Linked DNA regions of Danio rerio: region 2 is linked to region 1. A link is a contact called in public HiChIP or PLAC-seq data. All regions are on one chromosome and are shown on one strand. Each heading gives the region's core, a stretch centred on a gene start, on an enhancer-like site or on the middle of the called end of the contact. The rest is flanking DNA. Distances are from core to core; before and after follow the strand shown.

Evidence for each region. HiChIP or PLAC-seq counts read pairs in DNA pulled down with a chosen protein or histone mark.
Region 2: an H3K4me3 HiChIP or PLAC-seq map of pancreas shows a contact between it and region 1, with 9 times the contacts expected there. The contact joins the promoter of mmp15b here to the promoter of LOC141375180 in region 1. A contact is called at or near these places in 4 of 18 Hi-C or Micro-C datasets (caudal fin, embryo and an unstated tissue) and 4 of 4 datasets of contacts at active chromatin or transcription factors (caudal fin, embryo, gastrula embryo and 1 more).

The regions. Positions count from the first base shown.
Region 1 is chr7:70,098,896-70,104,315 of GRCz12tu, forward strand. LOC141375180 reads left to right here and starts at 3,035. Exons shown (of 2, transcript XM_073907457.1): 1 at 3,035-3,175; 2 at 3,352-5,420. The coding sequence starts at 3,415.
Region 2 is chr7:70,279,394-70,284,813 of GRCz12tu, forward strand. mmp15b (matrix metallopeptidase 15b) reads right to left here and starts at 3,010. Exons shown (of 10, transcript XM_021467433.2): 1 at 2,254-3,010. The coding sequence starts at 2,373. The region is part of intron 1 of LOC101882566 (adhesion G-protein coupled receptor G2); the gene reads left to right.

The DNA of each region.
Region 1 (5,420 bases), core at 1,785-4,284:
CTATCTATCTATCTATCTATCTATCTATCTATCTATCTATCTATCTGTCTGTCTGTCTGTCTGTCTATCTATCTATCTGTCTATCTATCTATCTATCTATCTAATTGTCCCCAACTGTCTGTGTATCTGTCTGTTCTTAAACTTAGGTAAAGTCCCTCAGAACAATATAAAAGGAAAAAGTGCACATGTAATCACAAGCGTGCACATTATTAAAAAGCAACACTCTGTTTCACCCAGAGTAAAACAAATGGAATCCAAGTTAACAATCAAATAAACTTAAATGCACCGCAGAAACATTTGCACGATCAGCATCAATAATCGCAGACCTAATCATGTCTGCCCATTAGCCAGAGGGTACCATAAGAGAAATCGCTGTTAAAACAATGACGTGCGCGCTGTAAAGTCCCGCTCGCTCAACACTCTTTGACTAGAGCCAAACCTTTAAAACGCACATGCGAGAGACCCGTTACAAATGCAAAAGGCAGACTTCAGGCCTCCTCCCAGCGCAGCATTATTATTCTCCTGACTCAGCCTTCACACAAACCTTCCTCTCCATTGTCATCATCGCCATCAGGGCTTTTACAGGCCTGGCTTCCTCTTCAGTTCCCATGGCGGTTCACAACTATGAGCTCAGTGCCCATTTTGAGGCCTTTTTTGTATGCACACTTCCTACAGGATTTTTTTTTTTTTTTGGCTCCCTTTCCCTTTCTCCATCAGTGTTTACTTAACCCACTTCTTATCAGTCTGAAATGTGTGTGTGTGTGTTTGTTTGTGTGTATTGGTTTAGCTATACTTATGTGGGCCCAATACTCTCCTCATTCATTTTCCTTCGGCTTAGTCCCTTATTTATCAGGGGTCACCACAGCGGAATGAACCACCAACTATTCCAGCATATGTTTTACACAGCGGATGCCTTCCCAGCCGCAACCCAGCACTGGGAAACACCCATACACACACACTCATACACTACAACCAATTTAGCTTACCCAATTCACCTATGGCACATGTCTTATAGAGTAAATTCATGTGAACATGGGAAGAACGTGCAAAGAGAAATGCCAACTGATCCAGCCGGGACTCAAACCAGCGACCTTCTTGGTGTAAGGCAACAAAAACCATTAAGCCATATTGAAATATCAAAACGAAAACTAGTAAGGACATATTACTGTTCCTCTCTAATATAAGTGCTTATAAATCACCCTAAGCAACCACCTAATTCACCTTGAAACAGTACTGCTTCTAGCACAAGATTTCTTTTTAATTTAATGGCTTCAAGATTCAATAGCATTAAACACACACGGGATGAGTTTGTGGCGATTAACTTTTGACATTTCTACAGGATGATAGCTAGAGCTACCATAATAGTCATGAAATATATGATAAGACGCTCATCCATCATCTATTTTAAGGTGAAGAATGTATAAAGATATAAACACTGGAAATGTCAACACTGTGCCACATGGGAGCTCTGGTATCAAGTTGCCACTTTATAACCTGACAAGATGCCCTGCAGAATTTTAGTGCAAATCCACACAGTAAAAAACATTTGTTAATTAACCATTTACGTATTTTGAGATTGGTTATTTACTGCATTATAGGATGTTAATCTGTGCTCTGTCCACTTATGATATTGACATATTGACATATGATATTGACATATATATATATACATACATACATACATACATACATACATACACACACACACACACACACACACACACACACACACACACATATATATATACATACATACATACATACATACATACATACATACACACACACACACACACACACACACACACACACACACACACACACATTGTAAATACCGTCATACCGCAATATTAATTTTTTCCGATATTACCGAAGTCGCATGAGTCGGTAAAACTATAGGTCTTCAGAGAAAATTTGCTCAGGCGAATGAAGCGAACGGGAGGTAGCGAAAACTACAATTCGCATCAGCCCATGCTTGACCATCATCCCTTGCGGTCTGTTGTCCCTACAGATCCAGTAATGTGGAAATGGAGTGTGCTGCTAGAAGCGGGGATGAAAAAGAGCTGGAAAACTCTAAAGCGGGTGTTGTCGTACTGAATAGCTGTGTTGTCGCGCGAGTTCTTATCAGCTGTGTTGTCGCGCGCGTACTGAATAGCTGTGTTGTCGCGCGAGTTCTTATCAGCTGTGTTGTCGCGCGAGTTCTTATCAGCTGTGTTGTCGCGCGCGTACTGAATAGCGGAGTTGTCAGCACAACGTTCAGATTGATGCAGACATGAGACCTCTATCTTACTCATGGTTTGTCCTCTCAAGTGGGGGAAAGACAATGCACAACGTTACCCACTGCTGTCAACCAAGTCATATCTCTCTTGTCCCAGAAACCTCAGTCCCAAAGGAAAGGTTTTTTTTTTCTGTTGCAGGGGACATTGTAAATGCCAAGAGATACCAGCTTTTACCAGATTATATTTATATGATAATTTTCCTTTAAACCCATCTCTATCTAAGTGAGTGAGTGATTAAATGTTGAATGTGATGAGTTTTCGACAATACTAAATTGAAACTTTATTTTTTTTTACATGGTTTAATATTTTTTTGTTATTAAAATTGAAGTTCCTGTTTCAAAGCTTACAGATAGATGGCTAATTTGTATGTCATTGACACTTTTGGCACTTTTTTGGAGTATTTTCATAAGTTTTGTTTTTTCCTGTAAATGATTCAATAAATACCGTACCGTGACATTCATACCGAGGTATTACCGAACCGTGAAATTCTGATACCGTTACATCCCTAATATATATATATATATATATATATATATACATATATATATATATATATATATATATATATATATATATATATATATATTGTAGCGAGTCAAGTAATACCACGTCGCCCTGGGCACAAATCCACACCAGCTGGATCATTCATCAACCACGGATCGCTCACAGCTGGACCTCATCAGCCAGGGAGAGATATAAGCCAGCCCCACACAGGAAGAGTTGAGCTTCATTTCAGATGACTCCCTGCGCTAACGCTTGTCTCTCTCTGTCTCTCCCACAGCCGAATCCAGCTCGTGACCGATCCAACACCATCCCTCTCACCAGTCTTCACCTTCTCCCCGGAGCACCTGAGCACGCACCTCTAAGAAGAGCACTCATTCACCCCTTTATCACTTGTAAATAAAAGCACCCTCCGGGGCATTGTTTGTAACTTCATCTACGGTGTTTGTGTTTTCCCTCTGCCTCGTTACAACTGGTGGAGAATGCGGGCATTGCAGAGGGAAAAATTCAGAAGAAACACTCACCATTAAGTAGAAAATAACCGGTGAATTTTTCTCTGTGTTTGTTACAGACAGGCATCCGCTCTCTCTCTCTCCCACGCTTCCTCTTACTCGGCTGTCAACATCCCGTCGCCATGTCTGTGGAAGAGGTACTGCTCCACCTAGCGGAGATCTCCAGCAAACAGAATTCCATCTCTGAGCAACTTACAGCCAGACAGGATCGACTGGAACAGCAGCTCCGCCAGGTGGCCAGACACCATTCGACTCCCGAAGTGAGTGCGCATCATCATCTCACTAAACTCAGCGACCTGGATGATATTGATGCATATTTACATACATTTGAAGTTATTGCCGAGAGAGAAGGCTGGCCAAAAGAAAACTGGGCGAGAATGTTGGCTCCGTTTCTCACAGGAGAAGCGCAACGAGCATATTTTTCACTAGAGACACCTAAAAATGAAGATTACAAAGCGTTAAAAAAGGAGATATTAGCCAGAATGGGGCTATCCACAATCAGCGCAGCCCAACAGTTTTCCCAATGGTCTTATGACGAGAAACAACCAGTGAGAACTCAAGCAGCTCAACTTTCTCGCCTGGGGAGGCTATGGTTATTGGGAGGAGATCCCTCGGCGGTCCAGGTCGCTGAGAAGGTGATCATCGAGAAGATGATGCGTGCATTACCCCGACGTTTGCGAACACTCACCAGCATGCGAAATCCTGAGTCACTGGCCACCCTGGTGGAGGCGATCGAGCTGGCTGAAGCTCACATCGCCAGAGATAATGGGGAGAGAGCGGCTCTGCCACCCCGGAGGGTAAGTGCACCTTGGCGACCGGTGGAGGGCACAGCGCGACCAGGCGGCAGACCAGCGGTCCCCAGCCCGATGGACGAGCCGATGCCTACCGAGCCGATGACGCACTCGACCCCGGCCTGGACAGCAGGGTGCTCGGTACACCGCAATATCCCTCCCGAAGCTCCCACCCATAAAGTCCAGCTAGAAGGGAAAACACAAACGGCCACTTTAGACACAGGAAGCGCCATCACCCTGGTTCACCCAAAAACTTTAAAATACCATCATGAAAGCAAAGGGCGAATTCCGATCACGTGTGTGCATGGTGATACCCGCCACGTACCCGCCCGAAGAGTGACCATCGCGGCGAAACCAGGCAGCTGGCGAATCGAAGTCGGGGTTGTTCCAGATCTTCCTGTGTCCCTCCTACTGGGCAGAGACTGGCCGGGGTTCGACGAACTCCTAACTCACCACCACGCTCCATCGGCTCGTTCAAAGAAGAAGAACAAGCCACGGGCTCATCGGGACCGCAAACCAGCGCTGATGACCACCGAGAGCGACAGAGGGGGTGAGTCATCTATATCTGCTAATCTATACTTTGATCTGTTTCAACAGATAACCGCAGGAGGTGACTTTGGCAGAGCACAGAGGGAAGATGAAACGCTCAAACACTGTTGGCCACAAGTACGGATCATCGACGGAAATGAGCGACTTCCCAGCCCTCACCCCCTCCCACATTTCATTGTGGAAAATGGTCTGCTGTACTGTGTCGCAGAGAGGCGGGGGGAAAAGAAGACACTACTGGTCGTTCCGAGGACCAAGAGGGAGACGGTCTTGGAACTGGCACATACCCACCCGATGGCTGGACATCTGGGAGCGGCCAACACGGTGAAAAGGATCCGCGATCGTTTCCATTGGCCGGGGCTAGACGGGGAAGTAAAAAGGTATTGCCAGGCATGTGACATCTGCCAGAGAACGTCTCCCCAACGACCACCCCCCAGCCCTCTAATACCACTACCGATCATCGACGTGCCCTTCACCCGAATTGGTATGGACTTGGTAGGGCCTTTGCCGAAGTCGGCCCGGGGACATGAGCACATCCTTGTTATCCTCGATTATGCCACCAGATACCCTGAAGCGATTCCCTTGAGGAAAGCCACGTCATCGGCCATCGCGAAGGAGCTGTTTCTGCTATGCAGTCGAGTGGGAATCCCAACAGAGATACTGACCGACCAGGGCACCCCCTTCATGTCCCGGTTGATGGCAGACCTCTGTCACCTCCTCAAGGTAAAACAACTAAAAACCTCAGTGTACCATCCACAGACTGACGGCCTTGTCGAGCGATTCAACAAAAC
Region 2 (5,420 bases), core at 1,760-4,259, 180 kb after region 1:
CATCCCTCATCTTGAAGAAACTGCAGGTTAAAGCAGCTCAATTAAGATCAATTTATTTCAACACAGAGGAGGACGTTCATTTTTATTTGGTGATTCCAGATGAATCATGACAGAATGACCACTGGAAATTGTGTCAAATGAGCTTCACAAAAGGAGCACATTATTGTATTACAAACAAATTCTGAAAAGGTTATAACCATAACTTTATCAATTGATAATAACTTTACCTAATTAGCTAGTAACTAATAGCTTTTGACAGTTAAAGTTATTAAACAAACTTATAACCTGCAGTAATATAGTGTATAGGTAATGTCTATTTGTACATGTCTGTGTATTTAAGTCAATGTGTTGTCCTTGAAGTCTTCAATGGTGACAGATAGCTGAATTATCTGCTCTGCCAGATTGGTGAATAAGTATGAATGAGAAGAACAATTAATCCAGAGAGGTTCAGTACTTTTGCTTCTGCCAGTCTCTCTGCACAGTGCCAGACCACCAAAGACAGGGTTTAGACCACGGCAGCACACACATACATGGGGGTGGCACACCACTAGCTAACCTCAAACCACACAGACTACAAGCTGTAGAACCTCCTACCACTTCAAAATAAAGTCAGCCCAATGTTTGTCTGCAGGATCTTAAGAGGAAAGAATGCTGGTGTGCTAAGATAGAAGCTCAACGTCAGCTTTCTAATCTGCTCTCTGAAATCCATACAGTGGGTAACAAGCATCCAGATTAAATCAGCTGTTCCATTAAAACCAGACCCAAGACTGCTCTTCAGAAGAAATGCACAAGCAAACATCAGTGCATGTTTACATAGTAACAATGTACTAAAAACAGAAAGGTTTTTCCCTTGCCATTTTTAAAAAACATTTTGTGTACAGACATCAGTAAACCATTTCACAGGGGTTAGAGAAAACAACTGAAAATGCTGCAATATTCAAGCCAGGACAGCAGTTGGTGATCTCTCTTTGTGAAGAAACACTACAAACTCAAACATGAAATTAAAGCTGCAAGCAGCGATGAAAGGGACCTCGCACCCGGGCTCACCGCCGCCCGGTGGCCTTAGGATGACAGACAGCAGTGAACAATAATCATTTAAGCTGATATATATTGTGCCAATATGTTCCTCAAAATCAGTGCTGTTTAATGAGTAATCATGACTAATCTCTTACAAAAGAAAAGTTTGTTTACATAATACATGTGTGTAGTGTATATTTAGTATGTATATTTAAATGCACACACATACTTGAACTGTAAAACCAAACAGTCAACATTTTCTCCAAACACAAAAAGAACAAAGCACATGTTTCAAGTGGACGCAAAAAGGTGACAGATGCTGCTGTGCCATGACTATTGCTCAGTGAAGTTGTAGGTGATCTTTGAAAGGTGAGATTTGTTTGTTTATTTTAATATCCCAATTCCTGTGTCTTTAGCATTTATTAGCCTAAATAACCATAACCTAAATAGCCAGGTCGTTACATTTTAGGGTCCTCTTGAAGCATGTCCATTGTGTTGTGAGAAAATGCAGGCATTTTCGTTAAATATTTGCGTTGTGAGAAAATGCAGCTTGTTTTAATTGTTTGTTCGCTTTGTATAAAAATGCAGAGCGTTTTTTTCAAAAATGTGTTTGCGTTGTGAGGATTTGGAGCACGTGTGCTGTCAAACGGATTTGCTGGCATTTTTTTTTTTGTAATTGCATCACGTTAAGCTCTCTCGGCCACCGTATAATAAAGCCATTGAAGCAGACAGATATGAATGAAAATGACTAAACATGCAGTCTCCTCTTGTAAATTTCAGAGAGCATCAACTGATTGGCATAATCAGGACACCCTGCACATACAATGTCACCAATTTCCCTATTAGTTTTTATAGACAAAGACAATAATGGTATTGTTTTAAGCATTTTTCAGAAGTTTATGTTTTCAAAATGTAAACAAAAAGTTGTTTGTTTTTAGTTGAAAATTATGTTGTCAACATACATAAATAAGAAACACACACCAAATATTATACCTGTATACAACTCATGTCAAATGTCCATCACATGTAGTCCTAATTGAAAATATAACATTTCTGTGTTTATGTGTATATTTGACTTTATATGTATAATGTTATTATTTCTAAATAAACTTGTTTGTTTAAAAGTCATAAAAAAATTAAACCAAACACATTCACCAAACCAAAAAGCAATATTAAACATTAAAACCAGGTTGGTCTCCTAAAAGTGTGCAGTAATTGATAGCTGGAAATAATCACCTCTCCACTAAAGGTTTCGTCCCCAAAGGTGCGCGCACCCATCAAGAGCAGCAGAAGAGAAAACACAAGAGTCCGTCTCCACAGCAACGTGAACGGGTCATCCCACAACACAGCCATCATTCCCACCGGGATCAGTGATGCTGGAGTCTCTTCAAAGTCCAACCGCGGAGAGTTCAATCAAACTATAACCAAAAGCACCAACAAGTCCAATGCGCTCAGTTTAAAACCAATGGCATGGCGTGTCCTTTCTGCAGACGCGCGCACGGCTCTTCTGTGCAACAGTCATTCGGTGAGATTTGACTCGTACCACAGAAGTCGTCAAAGAGGTCCGGCGCTCTGGCTGAAGTTTGAGAGTGTGTCCGGTATCATATCCCGCGGGTGCGCCCACTTAATGCCCGTTTCATCCCACTCACGTGGTTCCTATAAAACGAATTACAACTACAACCTACTTCAAAGCAGGCGCTGTGCAAACTTACGGCGCAATTTCCTCTTGTAGTTTGAGTCTGTAAACGAAGCATGAATACAGCGCTGTTGCAGCAGTTACTCAAGAGAGATTTGGGTTCTTCGGGCTCGTACAAGAGCGCCCAAATTGTTAGCAGATGACGGCGACACCTGCCTTGGATCACCGCCCTGCTTGTAAAGATTTAATATGATAGTTTCTTCTCGATAAACTCCGCGTTTCTCTCAGTTTTCTTGGACGGTTTCCAGGTGGTGTCCGCCGCGCGCGCGCTGGTGGCTCGTGACGCCGCTCATGTGTGCAGTGACTCGGACTTTGTGCCGGATCCTGCGCGCGTCCCGCTGGAGGAGGAGCACAGCGACACGGACATCAGTACAGTGTCCAGTGCCACCTCCAGTCTGGACAGTTACCAGAACACAAACACATAAATCCATGCATTGCACTAGAGCGCTATAATAAAAAGGTAGTCAGTATCTTGTCACTTCATTAATATTTTTGCTGCCTGTTCAAACTACTTATTTAAAATAAGCCGAGACAACACAGTTCCTGAAATTGTTTTGGGGACAACTTAATTCTTTTAATCCACTTAAATTTGTTAAGTTAACTTATTCAATTTGTGTGAGAACAACATGAATGAATTTTGTTGGGGTAGATTGGGACTTATAGGGTGGATCGATACTGTTTCTTTAAAACAGAATAAAGAATAAATGCTGGATAAACAGTGTCACTTTTTTCTAATTACAAAATTGGGCAAAACGCTTTTAAAAAATGTTCTAAGATCTATTCTTTGAAAGTGCTAGTATTTAATGGTGTTTATTAATAAGTTTAGAATAGTAGTTTTTTTCACTCATGTTAATTTTTTTATATAATTTTTGTAGTATTGATAATATTATCACAAACCTATCATATTTTGTAGCTTCTAAATCACACGAATAACATCAAAACAAGTTGTCAATTAATTTAGTAGGCTACTATGTTTTACTGACGTGAAATTTTTATTTTTCTAAAGCAAAAATTAAGTTTAACAATAGATACTATACAACAGATACATAAACGTATGAAGATTATTAAATACAGGTAAACAAGTCAAACACAAAATAGATAAAAGAAAAATGAATCACATTTTCATTAAAAAAAAAGGTCTATTACGTTTAAAGAAGACAATTAGACTGCAACCAGACATTCAGACTAAAATCTAAAACTCAGACAGACAAACTCTTTTTATTATATCTCGACTTTTGTAATACATTTAACAAGATTGAGTGAAATGAATTAGCCCAATAATGTGACTGAGAAAACCGCTCTATTTCTTGAATGACACTCAGAACTAGATGTTGTAAACTGGTCAATTATCCTTCTAATGTCAAAGATCGCCTCCTGCCGGACTACTGTTTTTTTGCCAGGCAGAAACACTAGAAATATTAACCACAAAACCGCTATGGAAAACTGATTACATTACAGCTTAAAATTGAAAGTAATATATATATATATATATATATATATATATATATATATATATATATATATATATATATATATATATATATATATATATATATATATATATATATATATATATATATATATATGTGTGTGTAATATGTAATATGTTTATTTTTCCCCCAATTTATGTTTAACGGAGAGGAGATTTTTTTCAACACATTTCTAAACATAATTGTTTTTATAACTCATTTCTAATTACTGAACTAATTTATATTTGCCATGATGACAGTAAATAATATTTACTAAATATTTTTCAAGATACTAATATTCAGGCAATTAGGCAAGTTATTGCATAATGATGATTTGTTCTGTAAACAACAGAAAAAAAATTAAATGTAAAAAATGAGCTTAAGGGGGCTAATAAATTTGACCTGTTTTTAAAAAAATTAAAACTGCTTTTATTCTAGTTACATTTCTAGAAAATTTCCTTACTCAGTTAAACATCAGTTGGGAAATATTTAAAAGAGAAAAAAAATCATATTAATAATAATAATTAATAATAATAATATTAATATGAATATTAATTAATAATAATCATAATAATAATAATTTAGATTTTAACTATATATTATACATATTATATATATTATATATAAACACCGCAATAAACCTGTAACAACATTTTCCATTTTAGAGCTGGCGTGACTGATTTCTTGTGAAACAGCATACAGAAGTGATTTGCATATGTACCTATGAGATATACAAACATAGATATGTTCACTTGGAAAGGAAGCACAATAACAAACAAACATATTTGCAAGATCTTTCAAAGGAAAAAATCCTAGTAAAAAATTCTGTTTAGGTTCTTGATTAAACTTCATACCTGATTTTTCTAAGAGGTGTTCATCTCTGTAAAGCTGGTTTGACATCATCTGAAATGCATAAAGCATTATAAAAATGCAGGGTATTTCTATACATTTAAGAAAGCCTCCTTAAAAAGTCTTTATTAATGACATGTTTACTCCATTTTTAAATATAAGACTTTTGTAAGACATTATGTTTCTAGAAACAGCTGCCCACTGATTGATTGAATGATTGATTGACTGATTGATTGATTGATTAATCGATCGATTGATTTTAACAGAAGCAAAAAAAATTTTAGAATGATTTAGATGCATTTTAAGTAAAAAACCCAGATCATTGATGTTTGGAATATGTTGCCAGTTATATTGTGTGTTAAATGCTTTATTTATTTTCTGTAAAAAAG